3 separate regions of the Sus scrofa genome follow, and regions 1 and 2 are each linked to region 3. The links are chromatin contacts, called in public HiChIP or PLAC-seq maps. All regions are on one chromosome and are shown on one strand. Each heading gives the region's core, a stretch centred on a gene start, on an enhancer-like site or on the middle of the called end of the contact. The rest is flanking DNA. Distances are from core to core; before and after follow the strand shown. Region 1 holds the start of FNIP1 (folliculin-interacting protein 1). Region 2 holds the start of LOC110259698. Region 3 holds the start of RAPGEF6 (rap guanine nucleotide exchange factor 6).

The links. HiChIP or PLAC-seq counts read pairs in DNA pulled down with a chosen protein or histone mark.
Region 1: a contact with region 3 is called in an H3K27ac HiChIP or PLAC-seq map of skeletal muscle. The contact joins the promoter of FNIP1 here to the promoter of RAPGEF6 in region 3. A contact is called at or near these places in 10 of 47 Hi-C or Micro-C datasets (alveolar macrophages, blood, embryonic fibroblasts and 6 more) and 2 of 2 datasets of contacts at active chromatin or transcription factors (alveolar macrophages and skeletal muscle).
Region 2: a contact with region 3 is called in an H3K27ac HiChIP or PLAC-seq map of alveolar macrophages. The contact joins the promoter of LOC110259698 here to the promoter of RAPGEF6 in region 3. A contact is called at or near these places in 1 of 47 Hi-C or Micro-C datasets (embryonic fibroblasts) and 1 of 2 datasets of contacts at active chromatin or transcription factors (alveolar macrophages).

What each region holds. Positions count from the first base shown.
Region 1 is chr2:134,091,637-134,096,721 of Sscrofa11.1, reverse strand. It overlaps FNIP1 (folliculin-interacting protein 1), which reads left to right and starts at 3,314. Exons shown (of 18, transcript XM_021085414.1): 1 at 3,314-3,545. The coding sequence starts at 3,454.
Region 2 is chr2:133,701,963-133,706,385 of Sscrofa11.1, reverse strand. It overlaps LOC110259698, which reads left to right and starts at 2,171. Exons shown (of 6, transcript XR_002342086.1): 1 at 2,171-3,499; 2 at 3,586-3,646.
Region 3 is chr2:133,949,236-133,953,580 of Sscrofa11.1, reverse strand. RAPGEF6 (rap guanine nucleotide exchange factor 6) reads left to right here and starts at 2,162. Exons shown (of 30, transcript XM_021085403.1): 1 at 2,162-2,487. The coding sequence starts at 2,419.

The DNA.
Region 1 (5,085 bases), core at 2,065-4,564, 140 kb before region 3:
TCAAACTCACAACCTCATGGTTCCTAGTCGGATTCATTTCCGCTGCACCACAAAGAGAACTCCTTAAAGTTTTTAAAACTGAGGTACCCTCAGTCCATCTCAGTATCATTTGGAAAGTTTAACTTGATCATCTTGACTCTGACTGTCCTGAGAAGTTATTAATGAACATTTATTTCAGGAAAAAGTAGCATAATTGAGGTCGGGCTTATTAGCATGGTGTTTTAGGGAGAGAGATTGCAGGATTTTTTTTTTCTTTTTCTAAAATTTAATCTTATTGCCGTATAGTTGATTCACAATGTTGTATTAGTTCCAGGTGTACAGTGAAATGAATCAGTCATACATGAGTATATCCATTCTTTTTTCTCACATACAAAATGGGAATACAACACAAACAATTGAGTAGATTTTCCTGTGCTATACAGCAGGTTCTCATTTATCATCTATATATTTTACTGCCACCTTTTACTATATCTGATAACTGGGAAATGTCTATATGAGGAGTGTCCCTGTCTTTTATGTAATTGGAATCAGGTGGACAGAGACCCATAGGCTATTTCGGGGAGGCTGAATCTTCTACTCCTGAGGGAAAGTGTAGGACGCATGTCTAATTTTCTAACCCAAGAGTTCCACATTCCTATGACATTAATGAATAATTATATTCTTTCTAACATTTCCTCTTTGCTCTTAAACTTAAAAGAGGCTACTTTAAGACACCTCAGCTTCTCTGTGGGAAGAGGTGGTATTAAGTAACAGGGGGAAAAATAATATATTCTGTTATTGAACCAGAAGATATTTTCGGTTTTATCTGCAAAGGTAGGTATAGTTATATATCTTCTTTTATGACAAACTTGTATCATTTTGGTGCTGAGTCTATAATTTGAGTATTACACTGCAATATAAAGGACATGTGATGGATGATAGCAAGTGAATGTTGTTTTTTTTCCTGTACTTTTCAAGTAGATCAAATGAGATCACTGAATTGAAGCTGCTACATGATTAGAGAATACTAAAACAAAGTATCTGTTACGTAAGAAGTAATGTTCTTTCCCTTACTATTAATATCTATAATTATCCATGAACTAACTTTTTCCCAAGATGAAAGCACACAAGGTTATTGTATTTAGAACTTCCTTCTGAGGCGATGTGAACTATTCTCCTCAGGCTCTTTGGTCTTGTATAGATAGACCTGAGCCTGTTTCCACTTGTACTCATTTAATGAAACTTGGTAGTATAAAAACAAAACAAAACTTCCCCAAATGATTGCTTCATTGACTGTAAGTCCATTTTCTCACTTAAAAACTTGCATTAATTTGCATTTTTGTTAACAAAAATTTCATTCTGTATTCGCATTTTGGAAGGAAAATATACATGGCTTTTTTTTTTGCCTCATTAGAAATCTTAAGTATCTGGGCCCTGAGAATTATCTTAAGTTTATAGGAGGCACAGTCTTGCTATTTTCAACTTCAGTTACTCAGTAATTCTGGAGCTTGGGCAATATAAGGAGTTACTTTGAATCCATCTTAACTTGAGCACCTCAAATGTCACCTCCTCAGAGAGACCTTTTCCACTCATTTCATTTTTTAATTCTCATTCATAACACTAACAGTTTGAGATTATCATTTCCTTATTTACTGTCTCCTTATATGGAATGTTTGCTCCACCTTTTTTGTTTACTTTGGATCCCAGTGTCAAGACCAGGGTCACGTAAACATTTTAGAATGAATAAATTATATTGCTAGTCTTTTTAGGGCTGTACCTGCAGCATATAGAAGTTCTCTGGCTAGGGTTGCAATTGGAGCTGCAGCAGCCAGCCTACACCACAGCCACAGCAATGCCAGATCTGAGGCACATCTGCCACCTATGTTGCAGCTTGCCCCTGCCGGGATCCTTAACCCACTGAGTGAGGCCAGGGATGGAACCCAAATCCTCATGGATACTAGTCGGATTCTTAACATGCTGAGCCACAATGGCAACTCCCTTTTTTGGGGTGGGGTGGGGTGGAGAATGTGGGCATCCATCAAAATTAATTTCTTAATCACTTATAAATAGTGCTTTTAAAATTCTTGTAACATTGAAACAGCATGTTATGTTATATGACCACTGAAATTCTTTGAGATGTTCTGCCTATTATTTTCTTCATTCTATATAAGATCACCTATTTTATAGAATAAACTATAGCTGCAAATCAGTGCGAGTTAGTAGCCACTTGAAGAGACAATTTGATTTGTATGCCTAAAATGAAATTCTCAACTATTTTAAGCTAACCTTCCAAACCACATAGCAGTAGTTTCCTGACATCCCTGTCAGAGAATTGCCACCCCGCGGTACAAAATTCCTTATCCTGGAGGGGCAGCAGGTGAATGAATAGTGGTGTTGAAAACATCTAAGAGCAATATGACCCAAACCCTGATAAATTTTGGATTAACCTACTTATTAGATTGTAAGATCATCTATGAGCAATGTTTTTCTTTTGAAAGGGTTCCTCCTATTAAACTCATTTGTTCAAATTCCACAGTTGCACTCTCTCTCCATACCTAGATATTAAGATTGAGCCTAAATCCTGAGCCTCTATGGCCAGCTCTTCCAAGAGGCTAATTCCTGGTACATCAGCGTTCGAGAAGCTATTGGAAACACGGAGGGCCGATGCGGGCAGTTTCTTGCCCAGGCCGTTTCTGCGGGGAGTACTGGCTTTGGCGAGTGTCTTAGCAGGGTCCTCAAGTGGACTGCATAAGCCAGCCCGGCGCTATCGAGCTCTGAGCTCATACCTCTCGCGGCCCAGCACGGTAGGGCCTACGGCCCTGGGTTTAAAGTCCAGGCCGTGCGGGGGTGGGGGCCAAGGGTACGCTCTCGCGCCTTGTCTGCTCCGGGGGCCGCGGTACTCTGCCAGGAGCAGATGGAGGTGTGAAGCCGCAAAGGCCAAGGAGGAGATGGCGGGGGAGGGTCGAGTACTCGTGGTGCCCTAAATCTCTCTTTGTCGTGGGTGCGGAGAACCTCTGCGCTCCAAAATGCCTGGCGTCGTCCCGGCGACACCCTGCCGTAGCCTCAGGTAGCAACCGAGAGCTTCACTGAGTAGAACCGGGACCCGCGCACACACCTCCTTCACTTCCCCAACCACCCGTCCGTTCCCCGCCCCTCCCCTCCGCGCACGCCCCGCTCCACGCACGCCCCGCCTCTTGAGCTGCCACGGGAGGCTATTCGGACGCCAGCCTATGGACGCCAGCCCCGCCCCGCGCCCCCGCCTTGCACCCTGCTCTGCGCGCCGCCACGTGATGCGGCTCACTGCCAGCCAATGGGCGCAGGCCTTGCCTCTCGCCCCGCCCCGCGCGCCGTGGCCGTTTGAAGTGACTAATTTCTGTCATATGACTGAGGCGCCTATGGGGGTGGCGGGGCAGCTCTAGGAGCAGGGGCCTGGCGAGAGCCTTGAGGAGCGACCCTGGCCTGGCCGTGGCCACCATGGCTCCTACGCTGTTCCAGAAGCTCTTCAGCAAGAGGAACGGCCTGGGGGCGTCTGGTCGGGATGCAAGAGACCCGGATTGTGCGTTCAGGTAGGCACTGCAGGGCGAGGGGCGCGAGGCCGATGGCCTGGTGGCCTCGGCTTCCAGAGGTGCTGGGGCTTTCGGTGTTCACGCTCGCGCGGTAGCGCCGCGCCAGGACCGGGATCTGAGCCGGCGGTCGGGAGGGGCCGAGCAGCTTTGTGCTGGAGTGTTCGAGCGAGCTCCTTTCTCCCCAACCCCCCAACCCCATGGCTGCCCCTTCCTCTTCGTCCGGGTGGGTTTGTTTACGCCTTGCTCGTCAGCCGCTCGCGGGTCTGCCCCACAGGACCGAGCATCGCGGCTGAGCTTAGGGTCCACACGCCTTCCTGGAGGCGCGTAGAGTTGGGCGCGGGCTGGATTGGACCTCAGCCGCCGTCCTCCGGGCGGAGTAGTTCTCCCCTCCTCCCCGTGCCCAGTCGTCCTCTGGGTGCTCCATTCCAGTTTGGTTGCTGTCGTGGAGAGAGCGGCACGTTTTGGCCAACCTTCCGAGTTTAGAGTAGGCTGTTTCAGTAGACAAGCTGCCATTCTTTCGCATTTCTTGTAAACCTAAATTGAAGGTGTGTAGATACCGGACCTAGTGGCCCTAATGTTACCGAAGGAGGGAGATACGTGAAACCTCAGAGGTTGTGGTTATTACTGACCAGAATGAGGCTGCGCTAAATCAAATGAAGCACAGCCATAGAATTGACCATCCTCTTGAGACTGTTACTAAAAATGAGTCTTTAAAGATTGAGACTGATAGCGACATATTTTGTGGTATTACAGGCTTTGTTAATTTTTGGTTGCAGTACCTGTTGCTGATAGGAAAACTTTAAAATTGTAAGACTTAATAATAAGCCTGAATTCCAGGTAAAATTTAGTTTCGAAACTTCTTTTGAAGATGAGATTATGTCTTCCAAACAGCCTTCATACTTGTTGCCGTGTGAAAGCTTGTGAATGTAACTAGGCTAAATGTCAAATATCACTCAATCTTGGTAGGGTAGCAAAGAGCCCAGTTGTACAGTAGTAGTAGGAAAAAATGAACATCTGTTAAATTTTGCAACACCCACAGTCTAAAATGACTGCACCACACTGGTTTAAAAGGTTTTGATAATCCTAAAATTATTCACTCTCGGTAATACAGGTCCCATTAATACATATTCAGTAAAGTAAAATTGAGGTATTAAATGGAAAGAAGTTTGACTTTTAGAGGAAGAAAAATGTAAATGGTGAACATCTTGGAACGGTGCTTCGAAAAGACAGTTATCTAGCTTTCGGTCCTTTCTACTGGGAAATAAATGTCTTGCCCTGTTCATCTAATGACTTTCTTTAAAGATTTCTTTGGTATTTTTATTTTGAAAAATGAAAGTGCAGTGTAGATCATACTACATTGAGCCATCTAGTAAGCCAAGGGTCAGTAGAAAGTAAGTTCAGGAGGGATATTAAAATATTTGAAGAGGCATTCTATTTCTGAGCAAAGATTCACTTTGGGGTACCCAAGTTTCCAAGCATCTCAAGTCATTGTTTTGAAAACAAAACAAAACTGTTTTTTGAAAATGTAAGTATTCTGTAT
Region 2 (4,423 bases), core at 922-3,421, 250 kb after region 3:
TCTGATCCTTGCCAAACTTGTTTTTCATTGTTCTCATTTTAGGCATTCTGGTGAGTATGTACTGGTGTCTTACTGTGGTTTTAATTTTAATTTTCATAACAACGAATAATGCTCAGCATGTTTTCAAATACTGGCCATTTGGATACTCTCTTTGTGAAGAATCTTTCTAGGTCTTTTGTTTTTTATTGTGAGAATATTGAAAAAAACTTGTTTTATCATGGCTTGTCTATCACAATCTTGCTCAATTCACTAATTCTAAGTTTTTAGATTCTTTTGCATAGTCTACTTTCTGGAATTTTTAGACAGTGAGCTGAGGTCATAGGGCTCACTTCTTATGTTCTCGAGGATTCCTGTCCTTCAGTATCAGTATCCAGGGTCATAAGTGGCATTGTTTATATATATCGTCTGCTTTTTTAGTTGCTTTAGGCAGGAAGGTAAAGTGCTAGTTGCTCCATCTTGAGCAGAAGCGTAAGTTCACATATAGAATTTTAATACAACTCTTGTAAGTAAATGAGAGCAAACACAACACTCTACGCCCTCCCCACCCCAGTAGTCAGTAAGGACATAGAAGATTGCAACAACACAACTAACACACTTAATCTCATGGACCTGTATAAAACACTGAATTAGCAACAACTGCAAAATATACATTACTTCTGGGCGATCCTGGAGCATTTATCCAAGTTGACTATATGTTAGGCCATAAAGGAACTATTAACAAATTTCAAAGAATTGAACTCATATAGACAAGGCTCTCTGCAGCAGATTTAAATGAAAAATTGGTAACAAAAATTTAAAAATTTGTAAGTTAAAGAATTCCTACCAGAGTTCCCACTGTGGCTCAGCAATAACTAAACCGAATAGTATATGTGAGGATCCGGGTTTAATCCCTGCCCTTGCTCAGCAGGTTAAGGATCCGGTGTTGCTGTGAGCTGTGGTGTAGGTTGCAGATGTGGTTTAGACCCGCTGTGGCTGTGGCTGGCAGCTCTGATTAGATCCCTAACCTGGGAAGTTACATGTGCGGCCCTAAAATGCAAAAAAAAAAAAAAAAAAAAAAAAAAATTCCAGTAACCCAGTGGAAAGCAGAAATTATTTTGAACTGAATGAAAATGTAGATAAGAATGTCGGAACCTTTTGGTTGTTTATTAAAGTTGTACTTGACGGGAAATTGTATAGCCTTAAGTGCATGTGTTAGAAAAGTAGAAAGGATAAGCTATGAGATCCTGCTGTGTAGCACTGGGAACTGTATCTGGTCACTTATGATGGAACATGATAATGTGAGAAAAAGAATGTATGTATGTTCATGTGACTGGGTCCCCTTTCTGTACAGTAGAAAATTGACATAACACTGTAAACCAGCTATAATGGGAAAAAAATAAAAATCACTAAAAAGCAGAAAGGCTGAAAATGAGTTAGCTAAACATTCTTCTCAAGAAACCAGAATAATAAATAGCAAAATAAATTTAAATACATGGAATTAAAAAGGGAGGGCTGCCTAACAAAGCAGTAAGTTCTCTTGAAAGACTAATAAGGAGTTCCTGCTGTGACACAACAGGATTGGCGGCATCTCTGCAGCTCCAGGTCATGGGTTCCGTCCCCAGACGAGCACAGTGATTTGAAGAAGCCAGTGTTGCTACAGCTGCAGTGTGGGTCACGCCTGCAGCTCAGATCTGATCCCTGGCCCAGCTCAGATCTGATCCCTGGCCCAGGAACTCCTTGTGCCACAGGATGGCCAAAAAAGAAAAAAAAAAATGTTGAGTCTGTCATTTGAAAGCCTTTCCACAAAGAAAACTTAAGTCCTGGATGGCTCTATCTGCAAGTTATACCAGACACTTAACAGAAAAATAACACTGATGCTACATAACAAAATCTCAGAATGGTAGGGATTTCTTAAATAATACCCTCAAAGAAAACACAAATAATGAAGGAAATGATTGGTTTATTTGACTTAAAAACATGTTCATCAGGAAACACCATTTCAAAGAATAAAAGGCCATGGAGTTGAAACATGTAATACATATCCCCCTGTAAGGACAGGTAACCAGAATATATAAAGTACTTCTTTAATATTTCTTTATTGCATAGTTGATTTACAAGGTTAATTTCTGTTGTACAACAGAGTGATTCAGTTATATAATATATTATATATATATACACACACACATACACATTCTTTTTCACATTATTTTCCATTGTGGTTTATCACAGGTTATTGATATAGTTCCCTGTGCTATACAGTAGGATCTTGTTATTTTTCTAAGAAGCTAAAGTATATCAGAAAAAAGAAAAATAGCACCCAGTAGAAAAGTGAGTAAAAGAATTACGCACTTCATAAGAGGGGAAATTGTCCAATAACCATGGAAAGGTGCTTAATCCCATTATGTAAATCCAATTATGAAATAAATTTGTAATTGATGATAAGGTGTTAGCTATGCTGCCTTCTCTTTGGAGTGTGGGTGACACTTGATCTTGGGCCAAAAGCTATCCTTTGGATAAAGCAAGAATAGGGCTAAGTGGGGAAGTTGTAGTAAAAAATGCACTGGGGCCGCCAGGTGGCGCCATGCTGCAATGAGACTCCTTGTGGAATCCTTTAAAAAGGTGAGAACAAAACAATGTTTTATATATAAATTTACTAATTTTTAATTTTAAATGTATTTTAGGTTGTGACTTGTTAAATTTAGCAATGTGAGTTAAGGTTTATAATGTGATAATTTGATATACTTAACACATTGTGAAGCGATTACCACAGTCAAGGCATATATCATCGCATTAGTTATCTTTCTTTATAGTGAGAACACTTAAGATCTGCTCTATTAAGACATTTCAAGTTTATAATATTGGAAAATAGTTCCTCAAGAAATTGAAAGCAGAACTACTATATGATCCAGCAGTCCCACTTCTTGGTATATATCCGAAGGAAATGAAATCATCCTTTCAAAGAGATACCTGCCCTCCTGTGTTCATTGCAGCCTTATTCACAGTAGCAGGATATGCAAACTAAATGTCCATTGATAGAGGAATGGATAAAGAAAATGTGTGTGAATATGTAAACAGTGTTTTCATTTCTTTTGCAAGCTTACCTTCCTCAAAATTCTTGCTAAATAATGTAGTTCCTCAAAAACAAAGAAGAGCAAAGTAGTTTCTTAACCATCTTAACAGATATGTCTGCAGCCCACAGTGAAATATCTCAGAAGACTTTCTCACAGAGGTAATGAAAAGGAAGCATTTCCAGGAGTTCCCACCATGGCGTGGTGGGATTGGTGGCATTTCTGGAGCGTTGGGACATAGGTTCCATCAATCCCCGGCCCAGAGCAGTGAGTTAAGGATCCAGCATTACCTCAGCTGCGGGATAGGTTGCAACTGCAGCTCAGATCTGGGAAATCCATATGCCAGGAGTGGCCATAAAAAAGAAAATAAGTTAGTTTTAAAAAAGGAAGCCTTTCCAGTTAGAAAAGATATAATTTTAGACATTCTGTTTGCGTGATCTTCAGAGATAAAGGTTAGTATGGATACACCTATTTCCTAATACAGTGTTTTTGCATTTGGACATTAGATTTGCAATTTTAATGAATGGGTCTTTTGCAGGGCTCCCGAGGGAAATCTAGAAAACACAAATGGCCCAACTCTGAACAGGATTGAAAAGCAGGTAATATATCTAAGAGCTAATTAAATGGTCTGTACTGAACAACACGCTCCAAAGACTCCTAGCAGCTGCTCATTTGTTCTACCTGGTGTTATTGGCCTTTTTAAATTTGATCATTTTCGCGGGTATGTAACGGTATTGTGGTTTTAGTTTTCATTTGCCTTATTGTTCATGGAGTTTGTCTCCTTTTCATATTTGTATCAGCCATTTGGTTTGCACTAATATGAAATGCTTTCTGAGTCTATTTTCTTCTTCTGGATTATCGATATTTATATTTTCTGGATATGACTCCTTCATCTGTTATGTCTGTGCTAGAGATCTCTCTCACCCTTTGGCTTTCATAGCCTTAATGCTGTCTGTTGGCGAAAACAACTTCTTAATTTTGAACTAGAAAAACCTATGCTTTCCCTTTTTGGTTAGTGCTTTGTTTGTGATCTGTTTAAGAAGTCTTTTTCTACTCCAGCGTATTTGTGTTATCTTTTAAATTTTTTTTTAATTTCGCTCTGAGGTATGTCTGGAATGTGTAGTGCGAGGTAGAAGTCAGGTTTTATTCTCATATCTGCAGATTGTTCCTGTACCCTTTATTGAAAAGATAAGTCTGTGTTCTCTTTTATCAGCCTGTTAGTTCTTCCATTCCCCAATACCTCCTTGTCTTAATTATTCTAGAACCATAATACGTACTGATATCTGATAAAGAAAGTTTTTTTCTGACACTGTTCTTTTTTTCAATAATACATAAGCTATTCTTGTATCATTGCATTTCCAAATGAATTTTACAAC
Region 3 (4,345 bases), core at 913-3,412:
AAGTTGTTGTGCTTGTGGTGAGGAGGTCAGCTGTAACTCTGATTGGACCCCTAGCCTGGGAATCTCCATATGCTGTGGGTGCGGCCTTAGAAAGCCAAAAAAAAAAATTATTTTGGAGATTCATTCATGTGCTGTTTAGCTGTATTCCATGAATACACAACGTTTTACCTATTCTGTAATTGATGTACATTTGGGTTATTTCCATTTTTGTGCTAATATGAAAATTGACCACTTTTGCTCATCTTTTCTGGGTATTCTTTAGGATTACATCAAGGAGTGGGCTTGCTGTCAGAAGGTTTAAGTTTCAGCTTTACTAGGTAACTTTTTTTTCTGTGTGGTTTCCCAATATACAGTTAACCAGCGGTTTGTGCGAGTTCCTGTTGCTCCACATCTTCATGAACACTTAAATGGTTTTCTAATGGGGAAAAAAATGGCATTAAAAAAATGCCAGACAAACCTATCCTATTCTTCACATTTGGTCACCATGCCTTTTTTTTTTTTTTTTTTTTTTTTTTTTTTGGCTTTTTAGGGACGCATGTGCAGCATATGGAAGTTTCCAGGCTAGGGGTCTAATCGCCACAGCAACGCAGGATCTGAGCCTCTTCTGAGACCTACAGCACAGCTCATGGCAAGGCAGGATCCTCAACGACTGAGCGAGGCCAGGGATCAAATTCACGGCCTCATGGATAGTAGTTGGGTTTGTTAACAGTTGAGCCACGATGGGAACTCCTGCTCATCATGCTTTAATTCCATTACCCTCTTTTCAAAACATTGATGTGGCTCTAGAAACATTCTTGGAAGAATGGAAGGGATAACCTTTGTGATGGTACACAGACCTTTGAGAAGCTGTTTATACCCACAAAAATGATGAAAATGGGTCATTGCAATTATTTGTGATTAGTTTCTTTCCAGAGTGGCTGAGCCATAAGTTCACTGGTATGGTTTTTGTGCTATATTCAAAAAAGAAAGGTGCTATTATGTTGTAAACTTCAAGTTTGAGCAAGCCGAATGAGCAGTGGAAAACAAAACCCCTTTTAACGTCAGCCATCATTACTAGGTCCCTGAAATGGTGAATGCTGCAGGCTGAATGCTCCTTTTCCCTTTTGTTGCTCTAAAATATAATTTTCTTACCATGTCATTTAAAAATTAATGTGAATAACGTCATAATCGTAAATCACTTTGAGTTATTCAGTGAACCATGCCAATTGTTGTGAGAAATACTAAGGAATACCTAGGTACAAGCTGAGGGAGCTTAAAATTAATTGGAAAGGACATGCCTATGTGGCTCCAAAGTAGGTAATTGCGTTACTACTGCGGCCCATCTGTACAGTAACGAGATGGGAGAGAAATGGACTATTTTAGAACGATGGAAGCACTCTGCAGGTGCCTGACTGCTCCGGAGAGTGGCCTAGACGTTCTTCTTACCAACGGACTAATAAATGGAAATTTGCTTTATTTGGTGTGTGGGGAAACCGACTATTATGTTAAAAGCAGTGGGAAAGCGGTCACTCCTGAGTCAGGCAACCCTAGGCCCACTGCTTGAGAAAGGGTTTTGGCGAGGAAAGAGGGCTGTCCTTGGCATTGGTTAAACGAACGCAGCGCAGACTGGCTTCGCGAACGAGCAGTAACTCTAAGCGGGCTCCCCACCCCTGCTCAAAGCCGCGAAGCTTCGATTCCTCTACTCTCATGTCAGGGCGTCCGTCTTAGACACGCAGGGACTTCTCAGTGGGTCCCTTCCACAAGAGTCATTTTATTAGAACACACATAGGTAAGAGCGTTATGAACTTCGTTGTTTACAACGGCAGCTTCCACTTCCGCACATCCTCCAAGGCAGAGGTCTCGGAGCGGCAGGGTAAGAGCTCTGCCCTTTGGCCACGCCTCGAACTTCCGGCTTTTGGCACAGAAAGAACTCCCGGCCCAGCTACCCCAAGGTTCCGCCCCCAACTCGCTATTTTCGCTTAGTCCCTCATAGCGCGTTTCCGGTCCCTCCACCGGAAGCTGGAGCAGCCGAAACCGCAACTCTGAGACGGACCCCGTGACCTGCTTCAGTGAGCTCTCGCGACGTGTTTTCAAATCTCACGAAGAAGGGTTGGAAGAAGCTAAACTGCCCCGCCCCAGTTTTTACGTCATCGCGGAGTCACGCCCTTAGGCGCTCGTTTGCGCGCTCGCGCGTGCTGCGCGTGCGCACTCTTCTGCCCTCCGCCCCCGCGCGGGCTTCCCTCTGACCAGTCGCGCGTGGGCTGAGGCCCTGGGCGGGCGTTGCGAAGGCTTGTTTGCCAAAGCGCAGTCGCCGCCGCAGTCTGAAGTTTCCTTCTTTGGGGGAAGCGGGGGAGGGTGTAGACCCCCCCACTAGGGTGAATGGGCTGTCGCGTGGGCTGCTAAGGGCAGCCTGGGGAGCACGGTGCCGGGGCCGTGACCATGAACTCGCCCGTGGACCCCGGCGCTAGGCAGGCGCTGAAGAAGAAGCCGCCCGAGCGGACGCCCGAGGTAAGGCCAGTCGACCCGGCGCGCTTCCCGCTGTCCGAGGAACAGCATCCCTCTGTCGGTCCGAGACCTGTGGCGACTGTCCCCTTGGCAGAGCCTCGCACCTGCTACCCTGGTATCTGTTCTCTGGGTCCCCGGACCTGGTCCGGGCCCTTCTCGCGGGCGGGGAAACCACCGTCTTTCCTGCTCGCCGTGCCGCCTTCCCCGCACAGCCGTCCTTGCCGGTGACTTCCTAGTGTTTTCGACAAGAAAGCAGCATTACTAAATCGTATTTTCTCAGGTTTTAATATGAGTCTCCGAGTGAGATTGTTCCGTAGACTGTGAAAAAGCGAGGTGGAAATTGTAGGTGAACTGTAACAGCCATGTTATTAAGAAACAACTTCTCAAAGGTCCTTGAAATACTATTCACTTGCCTAAAGAACGATAAAGTTTTCAAGGTCAGCTTAAAACTTTACATCCAGTCAGAGGCTGAATTCTGGTGGAGAATTATGCCTATTTAAAGATTAGTTGAGGTGGTTTTTCAAATTATGTCATTGGGAAATTTTACAGTATTTTGTGCTTGTATGCGAAACTTCTGTATTGGGTTAGCAGTAATGGCATTAAGCTTAAATGATTTTCATTTGACCTGAAGGCTAGTTTTCAGGTACATAACTAAAACCTGTTAACCTTGCCCATCCCTGTATAGAGTGCTTAGATTTTGTGGGAAGGTTCTCCTTGATGTGGAGAAGTTTCCATAATAAGCGGTATGTTTCCTAAACCCCCAAACAAAAAAACAACAATGTGAATGAATTGTTGGATTGTCTTGTGTGTAATTGCAATACATGAAATGAAGTGCTTTGGTTAGTTTTTCCTAAGTCACCTTTGAGTTTTTTTAGATTTAAATGGTTTGCATAGTATGTCTCAGTAATTTTGGCTCACCTTTTGCGACATGACTTATTCAACTTATTCAAGCTGTAATTATGGGAGCTCTTGAACTTTGCAAAGAAACAAAGCAAATTCTATCACTTTCTACAGTCTTTTTTTTTTTTTTTTTTTTTTGGTCTTTTTAGGCCCGCACCCGCAGCATATAGAGGTTCCCAGGTTAGGGGTTGAATTGGAGCTGTAGTTGTCGGCCTACAACCACAGCCACAGCAACGCCAGATCCAAGCCACATCCGTGACCTACACCACAGCTCATGACAACACCGGATCCTTAACCCACTGAGTGAGGCCGGGGATCTAACCCTCAACCTCATGGTTCCTAGTTGGATTCTTTTCCCCTGCTCCATGATGGGAACTCCCACAGTCCTATTTTTGAGACTTTCATTTATAATCCCAGGTGTCTTAATTTACCTATGGTAATTCTTGACGTCATTGTGGGTTAAGTGAAAGCACTCACTTTGAACAGGTGAATCTGCCTTCGTTCTTATATCATTAGAAAGTATCTTACAAGGCTTACAGTATAAAATGGAGATCTTGCTTATAGATGTTACTTATGATAAATTCATATTTAAAAATTTTTTTTTATTTTTATTTTTTTGGCTTTTTAGGGCTGCACCCGTGGCGTAGGGAAATTCCCAGGCTAGGGGTCGATTTGGAGTTACATCTCCCAGCCTACGACACAGCCACAGCAACGCAGGATCCTTAACCCATTGAGCAAGGCCAGGGATCGAATCCGTATCCTCGTGGATACTAATCAGGTTTATTACTGCTGAGCCAGGACAGGAACTCCGATAAATTTGCATTTTAATGGGAAAATCCTACTTCTCTTTAATAACAGAGTTACTTTGTTTGAAAGTGCCTATTTTCATGCTTAGAAAATTTTCTAAACTGTTCGCAAAGCTATGTTGGCCAGTGTGTGCTGTATTGAGTACTTTATCTTG